2 separate regions of the Mus musculus genome follow, and region 2 is linked to region 1. A link is a contact called in public ChIA-PET data. All regions are on one chromosome and are shown on one strand. Each heading gives the region's core, a stretch centred on a gene start, on an enhancer-like site or on the middle of the called end of the contact. The rest is flanking DNA. Distances are from core to core; before and after follow the strand shown.

Evidence for each region. ChIA-PET counts read pairs in DNA pulled down with a chosen protein or histone mark.
Region 2: an RNA polymerase II ChIA-PET map of memory CD8 T cells shows a contact between it and region 1, with 5 read pairs. The contact joins two enhancer-like sites. A contact is called at or near these places in 3 of 15 datasets of contacts at CTCF or cohesin (the NIH/3T3 cell line, large pre-B cells and pro-B cells), 2 of 484 Hi-C or Micro-C datasets (embryonic stem cells and nephron progenitors) and 3 of 115 datasets of contacts at active chromatin or transcription factors (cardiomyocytes, embryonic basal ganglia and memory CD8 T cells).

The regions. Positions count from the first base shown.
Region 1 is chr1:106,063,918-106,067,781 of GRCm38.p6, forward strand. No RefSeq gene overlaps it. Among named protein-coding and RNA genes, the nearest start is that of Zcchc2, 75 kb to the left of the region's middle. Within about 2 kb of position 2,049, at least 57 of the 459 cell types and tissues checked have an H3K27ac peak or open chromatin away from gene starts, as enhancers often do. A contact at or near this core is called in memory CD8 T cells and pro-B cells, where this site is marked.
Region 2 is chr1:106,319,337-106,323,200 of GRCm38.p6, forward strand. All of the region lies in intron 4 of Phlpp1 (PH domain and leucine rich repeat protein phosphatase 1), which reads left to right. Among named protein-coding and RNA genes, the nearest start is that of Phlpp1, 150 kb to the left of the region's middle. Within about 2 kb of position 2,250, at least 61 of the 459 cell types and tissues checked have an H3K27ac peak or open chromatin away from gene starts, as enhancers often do. A contact at or near this core is called in memory CD8 T cells and pro-B cells, where this site is marked.

The DNA of each region.
Region 1 (3,864 bases), core at 799-3,298:
TCAACATGGGGTAGGTGGGGCTAATATTACAATTCAGCACATCCCGGGGACCATCTTGTCTGCTGTCTGGAGCAGGTCACTACTGTTCCAGCCAACTGTTCTAATCAGCTGTCAGGAGGATGTTTCATGGATGAGGTGCTGAGGCTAAATGTGGAGACAGCTTGCTCGCTCAGCAAACACATGGACCTGAGACACTCTGTGGGCATGTCCCCTAGCACACACTTTTAAATATGCTCCCACCTGAGGTGGAAACACGAGGCTGGGAGGCTTTGTTCAAAGGTCCCTTTAGTTCTTGTCCAGACACAGTAGAAAGTAACACTGTGCACACCACTTGCTCAAAATCTTTTATAAAATCTTTCTGCCCACATGGTAAGATCCCTTCTATATTTTTCTCCATTCTACAATCAGACACTAAGTAGTTGTTATCTGATTCTCTACAACTGTAAAGCAAGAACCAGATCTCTGCCTGAGCAGGAAAGACTCCTCCTCCATTTACCCTGGACATTCCAATGATGGCAGGAATAATGCTATTTCTGTCATTGGCTTGTCACCAACTAGTTCTAAACCCCACCCTAGACTCCCATATGCACCGCCACCATTATTACACTTCCTGCCTGTAGGCAACGGTAGAATTTGAAAGTCCTCGTGTGACCTCAGTGTGATTTCTGGAGCTTCCACTGTCTGTCAAGTTGTGGCACATGTCAGCTCACAAGGAGAACAAACTGGCTTTCCAGACCTGTTCAGGTTCATCATTAATTGAAGGATCAATTGTCCCTGCAACCTCTGATTATTGTGACAGAGCCTTTTTGTTAGGCTGTCAACTTTAATGATGATATAGCCTGGACAGTATCTCTGCGGACCGCCCATCACTTCCCACCTCCCTGTATGCTGGCTGAATGCTTTGGCTTCCCTGTGCATCTAGGTTGACACACTCTTTCAAAATATCAGCTCTTATGATTAACAACTGGGCTCCAAAGATCCAAGTCCCAGGTCTTAACTGCCAGCAATACAGGCTGGCCTTCCTGTTGGTAGGGCAGCCTTGAGAGCCTGCCAGCTGTGGGCTTTTCCTCCTTTGATCTGATATTGCTACTGATGCTTGACTGTGGGCTAGCAGGTTTAAGCACAGCCATTTGAGTGGGACAGAATCTTCACACACTATAGACTGTCTTTGTGTTATAGGAAATTTGATGACATTTAAAAATAAATCCGAGCACTTCAGCAATTTGGAAAGGACCGACTCTTACACTTGATAACACACCTTCAACTGAGGGCTCTCTCAGGCTTCACCCTGCTTCCTAACCATGATCCTCAAAACAAACTTCCAGTCAATTTTAGGATCCTCACCTAATAACTAGGCATACAAAGGCAGAACAAATTTAACTGGTTTATTTAGGATGATTAACAGAAACTCTAGTTTGAGGTCCAGCTCAAGTCTAATGTGCATGTGCGTGTGTGTGTGTGTGTGTGTGTGTGTGTGTGTGTGAGTAGGACTCTTGTAAATGCCCAAGAAGGTCACCGTACTTAATCTTCCTGGGGCCCCTGGCTGTTTCATCCTGATCTTGTTAGAAATTCACTTTGCTTTTTTTTTTCTATGCTTATTATGTATTGTTATGATGGAGAGAAGGAGGGAGGGAGGAGGGGGAGGGAGGAAGGGGAGGAGGAAGGAGGAAGAGAGAAGAATAATTTTTAGGTCCTGTCAATCTTTTGTCTTAAACACTTTGCCCAGAGATCAAACTCCTTTATCCCCTTTTCTGTTTTCCTTTGCTGGGAGTTTGTCTAGAAGGGTGTGCTTCCCAGTTGCTGCTCTAAAGACTCTAAAGAGGTCATTTTAGTCCTGGCTTCAGTAGAGAGGATGGACTGGGAGGGGTGGGCAGCCCAGCAATCTCCCTTCCTTCCCTTGGCTTGTTTATGTTTGCATAATCGGTTTTCAGCAGTAATTGTCTCATATATGAAAAGATGAGAGCTTATTTTGACAGCTGGCAGTGTCTTTGATATTAGGAGATGTCGTCTGGAGAAGTGTGAACCGAGAGAGATCGGAAGCAGCTGTTGGGCGGCAGCAGCCTGAGAGTGCAGCTGTGGGGTCTGAGAGCCAGGGTGGGGTTTGGGCTGTGGTCGGTTTCTCTGTTTCTGGTTTGTGTTTTTGCCGGAACATCATTAGGCTCCAAGAACCATAACTGTATATTTATAACCAGGAAAAACTGCACTGAAAAACAGGAAGGAGACAGAACAGAGATGTGAGGAGGAAAAAGAAAGACAGGAGAGGTGCTCAAACATGAGGTAACAGAGAAGTGGAAGCCACGAACATGGGAAAGAAAACCAGAAAGAGAAAGACAGATGGGCTAGGAGATGGCTCAGTGGGAGAAGTGCTTGAGTTTGGATCCCTAGCCACATAAAAAGCAACACACATGTGTTTGTAACCCAGGGCTGGGAAGACAGGGACAGGCATGTACTGCCAGTCCAGCTGAGCCACTGAGCTCCAGATTCAATGAGAGACTTTGCCTCAAAAGATCCAGCGGAGAGTGATAGAAGACACCCTATACTAACCTCTGTCCCCCACATGTATAAAATACAAACAAGTACACACACACACAGGCACACACATGAGCACATACACCTATGAACACTACACACATACACATGAACAACAACATACAAACACACAAACACATTCATGGGCATGCACATGCACACACATGCACACACATGAGCAGATACACACATACACATGCACACACGAACACACATAAACATACATGCATACACATGTACACACACACACACACACACACATATGCACACACACGCACACGCACATGCACATGTACACATGAGCACACAAAAAAGAGAAAAATAGAGTGTTTGCCAGAAAGCCCAATTGCCCAAGTCAGACCCTTTCTGAGATTTTGAAATTTTCCTGCTGTCTTTGCCATTCTGAATTGCATAGGCAACCACTGCCGTAAGCACGTGATCTGTGTGACTCCTGTCCTAGCATGCTGCAGACAACAACCCCTATGGTCCCTTTATTCCCGAGGCTAGGCTTTCATTTCATCACCAAAGTGAGAAATGACTGCCTGCTTTGTCATGGCTATTCATGTTTATACTCATAGGAAACGTGACTCTCTGCCAGCTGACCGGAGCTATAGCTGCCCTGGTTCCATGTTCCTACCCTAGCTATAGGCTGTAACTCTGGTTCTCCTCCCCTGTCCTCCACCTTCTTTCCTGTTCAGAGTGTTTCTTGTCAACAGCATCAGCAGCACATCCTAAGCTAAATTGTTTGTTTGTTTGTTTGCTTGCTTGCTTGCTTGTTTGGTTTTTGAGACAAGGCATAGCTATACAGGCCAGAAGAGCCTCACTATGCAGCATAAACTGGTGTGGATTTGAATCAGTATTCTTCCCTTAGCTTCCTAAAGGCTCACAAGCATGTACCACCATGACTGTAGGATTGTGGGTCCTGCATCCACTCTGCCACAGGGCATGACTGGGCCATAGGGAAGCCCCAGGACACCACTCGGAGGTGGTGAAGCACAATCTGAGGTGCAGGACACCCGGAGCTGGTTCCAGGGTCCAGCAGCCTGTGACGAGGCAGGGGCCATCTGGTTCTCAGGCTCTTGGACATCCAGGCCCCCCTGGGAGCTGCAAAAGAGCTGAGAATGGAGTGGGAGCCTGTGGGGTGGATCTAGCCTGGGGCCGGGGAGGAAAAAGGGAGAGCTCTGGCTAGTTTCATGGGGAGCATCCTTGGCTTGACAGACAGCGGCAGGCTTGGTGGCGATCATGGCTGGGAGCACAGAGAGGCCTTCTGCAGGAGTCTAGATGGCAGCTCTATAGGTGCAGGCCTTCTCTATGGCTCCCCACAGCTGATCTCAA
Region 2 (3,864 bases), core at 1,000-3,499, 260 kb after region 1:
CTTCTAAGCTCAAGGGTCTATTCAAAATAAATTACTTGATTTGAAATTTATGGATCAGTTTTTCCTCATGAAAACACTCATCTTTGAACCAAGACATAAGAACCAAGGTTTAAGGCCAAAACTCTATGGCATCTAGATGTCAGTATGTTGGACTTGAGTCATATGCATCAGCTCGGAGAATCTGCCTCATTATGTCTAGGAGTATCTCTCAAGAGGATCTGAGAGGTCGTCTTGTTCCTTCCTTTCCCACTTTGAGGCAGTGACCAAGCATGATTCTGGGGATATGCAGCCTTTTGTGACTCTGCATGTAGAGACTGTACTGAGGAAGAGGTAGTTATGTTCAAGGAGCAGAGAGTAGTTCATCCCTTAAGTGGCCAATGTGCTTAGAAAGCTATGCTGATCAGCCATTGGGATTCTATGTCTGATTTTTAATACCCAGAAAGAAGAATCCAACTACATCTTACTGTTAATAAGATAGTGTTTTTAACAGTTAACTTCAAAGTTAGAGTGTCTGTTTCTCAGTGTCATTGCAGCATTTCTGACTATTTGTGTGCAACCGTACTGTCATCTTAAATAGTAGTTTTCTGCAGATGTCCACTCACTCTGGCTCTTGTAATCTTTCCACCTTGTATTCTTTGATGAGCCTTGAGCCTCAGTGCAAGGACTGTGATGTAGATTACCCATTTATAGCTGACTGCTCTTTTTCTCTGCATGTTGACCAGAGTTGGTCTCTGTGTTAACATCATCCACTACAAAAAAAAACAAACAAAAAACTGCTGAGTTATCTTGTGTGTGTAGTGATAAGAACTTAGGGAGCAGTTAATTACTATGTCCATTTAGTACTATGTCCAATAGTACCCTTTTATTTATTTATTTATTTATTTATTTATTTATTTATTGACAACACAAGGGAATCATACGCCTGAAAGCAACCTGCGAACATGACTTTCCCAAAGCCAATATAGCCATGGCTTGTTTTGCTCTCATCTTCTCCAAGATCGCTGGCTAGCTTAATCATGTTGCTCTTATTTAAACTATACATTATAATCTTGTGAAATTTGTTTCTTCTGGGATGTCTAATGATTTCAAACTAAACTCCCAATGACTCAGGAATTCCAGGCAACTCCTAGGCCTACAAAACCAAAACCTCCTCCCACAATAGGTAAGATAGGCAGAGTCTTGTGGTTCCTCATCTACATGGGCATAATTATAGAAGGTGATTGATTGTCACGTTTTTGTACCCAGGAAAGACTTTTGGGACTATAGTTCTCCAGGAAATTGTGGCAGGAGAGTCAGAAACTGGGGAGAACGTTCTAGAAATTACCACATAAAAGGTAACAGCAACAGAAAGAGCTGAATCCACCTCCAGTCTCTCCCTGTGCTTCATTGAGCCTGGAGATATTCTGAAAAGTACACACACAGTCTTGAGAGAGTCAGGTACTGTGTTGACTCATAAAAAAAGTTCCTTCCTCTTGGAGGCAGGCCACAGAGGAGATAGGGCACCTCCTAGTCCTTCTGGCTCTCCCTGTCCTGTAACTCCCATGGGTCTCTATACAGTTCATTGTGCATTGCACATGGGAACCATGCCTACTTCCAGACTTGATCCACACCTGTAGGAACTGAAGCCAGTAGTATTTGGCTACTACCAAAAGATTTCAATTTATTCATGTCATTTTGTTATTTTTTTCAGTGTTTATTATTACTAGACATTTATATTATAAGTGACATGAAGTTCACATATGATTATTAATGAATTATTCCTACTGTAAATAACACTGAAAACATGCACACATAACAAGCCAAGTGTAACATCAGATATCTGGTCAACATTTCTCTCAGTAGTGATTTGTTATTGATGTTTGTTGCTGTTCTTTGAGTGTGATTATTTACTCCCTGACAGTTTTACAGAATACTAGGAAATAGTTTGTAAAGGACTTTTTTTAAAGCATAGAAGTAGTACTATAACATTAACTTTTGTGCATTTGGTTACCTTTAATTTTTGTCTTAGAGACCTACAGTATAACTCTCTTTCCTAAGGAGACACTTGACCTCATGACCTTTGTTACTTACTTTTTGTTGTGTTTATCCACTTTGGGCTCAGATTCCTAGAAGGTACACATCAGGTCCCCCAGAAATGGTTACCATTGTGAGGGAGACCATTAAATACATTGTGAGTGAGCACATGAGAGAATGTAGTGGGACCTGCTTTTAGTCACCACTTCTTGTTATTCATACGGACTTCTTTGTAACAGGCTTTTGCGGCAACTTGTAGAAAGAAGTGAAACTGGTAATTCGTCATTTCTCTTTGGTTGAAGGTTTGATGAAAAAAAAAAAAAGAAAAACAAAACTACATAATGAGACCACTCAGGAAACATGACACGGAGATTCATAACCGAGAATCGGTAGTAGGAAAAAGAGAAAACAAGTTTTTCATTTAAAAAAAATGAACAGCGTGATTTTTTTCATTTTATTTTTTGTTTTGTGTACATTGGTGTTTTGCCTGCATGCGTATCTGTGTGAGGATATTGGATCCTCTGGAACTAGAGTTACATACAGTTGTAAGCAGCCATGTGGGTGTTGGGAATTGAACCCTGGTCCTCTTGAAGAGTACCCAGTGGTACTCTAAACAACTGAGCCATCTCTCCAGCCCCCATAATGTTTTTTTTTTCTAAAGGAGGGGGAGGGGAGAGACCAAAGCAAAGCAAAACCCACTGCCAGGCTCTGAAATACAGTTCACTCTCTTGTCACTCCCTTTACCACTCCCAGGCCAGCCTGGCATCTGTCCTGCCTGTCCTTGAAAGCATATTTCCAAAGATGTCTTGTAGAGTTTGGTTATGTCCAATTCCATGTGCTCATTTCCTCCTTTGATTTATAAACATTGCTTATGCTTCCTTGCTTGCTATACATCTGTAATGAACATTAGAAAATTTCTAAATTGACTCTGTGTGTAAATTTCTTGACCATAGAGGTGGAATGTCTCTGCTTTTATTCTGTTTCCCCTTCATATTTAGCCTAGAGCTGAATTTAGGGTGGAGAAGGACAGACACAAGGATGGTGTGCTTCAGTCCAGTTCTTGGTTTCTCTGTCACCAAAGAGAACAGAAGGTCATCCTAAGACATATAGAGGAAGGTTTGCAAAGAGCTTTGAGCAGTGGCATTCATATATGGCTCTTAAGGGATAGGTCGTAAGTCTCGTAAGATGCCTTTTGGTTGATCATATGATGTGATGCCTGAAGATCAACTTTAGTGAACCTTAGGTGTGTATGTTAGAGTGGGTGGGGTATAAATAAGCTTGGTATCACCTAAAACAAGGTGAATGTTTCTTTTGGGTGGAAGGATGAATTTAAGACTTGGAAGACTTAGAGGGAAGCAGTGAACTGAGTTACCAGTAGATGTGAAATTGGCATTCACTGACAAGGAGAGAGTGAGGAATGTGCTGGGAGAGCCCGTAAAGCTTCGTGTACAATCACGGTGCGCTATGACAGTAAACGTGGAGAGATGAGAACAAACTCCCATTTCTGTCTGCAGTAAAGATCCCTTTCTTTAAAAGTCTTCAATCTGTATTTTGGTCCACATGGAATGGGAAACACATGACCCTATTTCCTGCCTTGTCTTTCGGGCACTTTTCACATTCCAGTAATAGGAAGTTATCAAATTATTTATGCTTGCCACACTTTAACATTCTTATGCTTTGTTTAAGAAGCAATACAATTTTTATTTTATGAGTAATTTCTGGAAACTCATTTTAGTGGTGAGAGTGCTCTTAGTAAACTGGAACAAGAAGTGGCCTGGTGATGTTTTTGCAGCTCATCTGCCAGACAACCTATGCAGTACTTAGGACACTCCAGCCTTGTGGGATGCACTC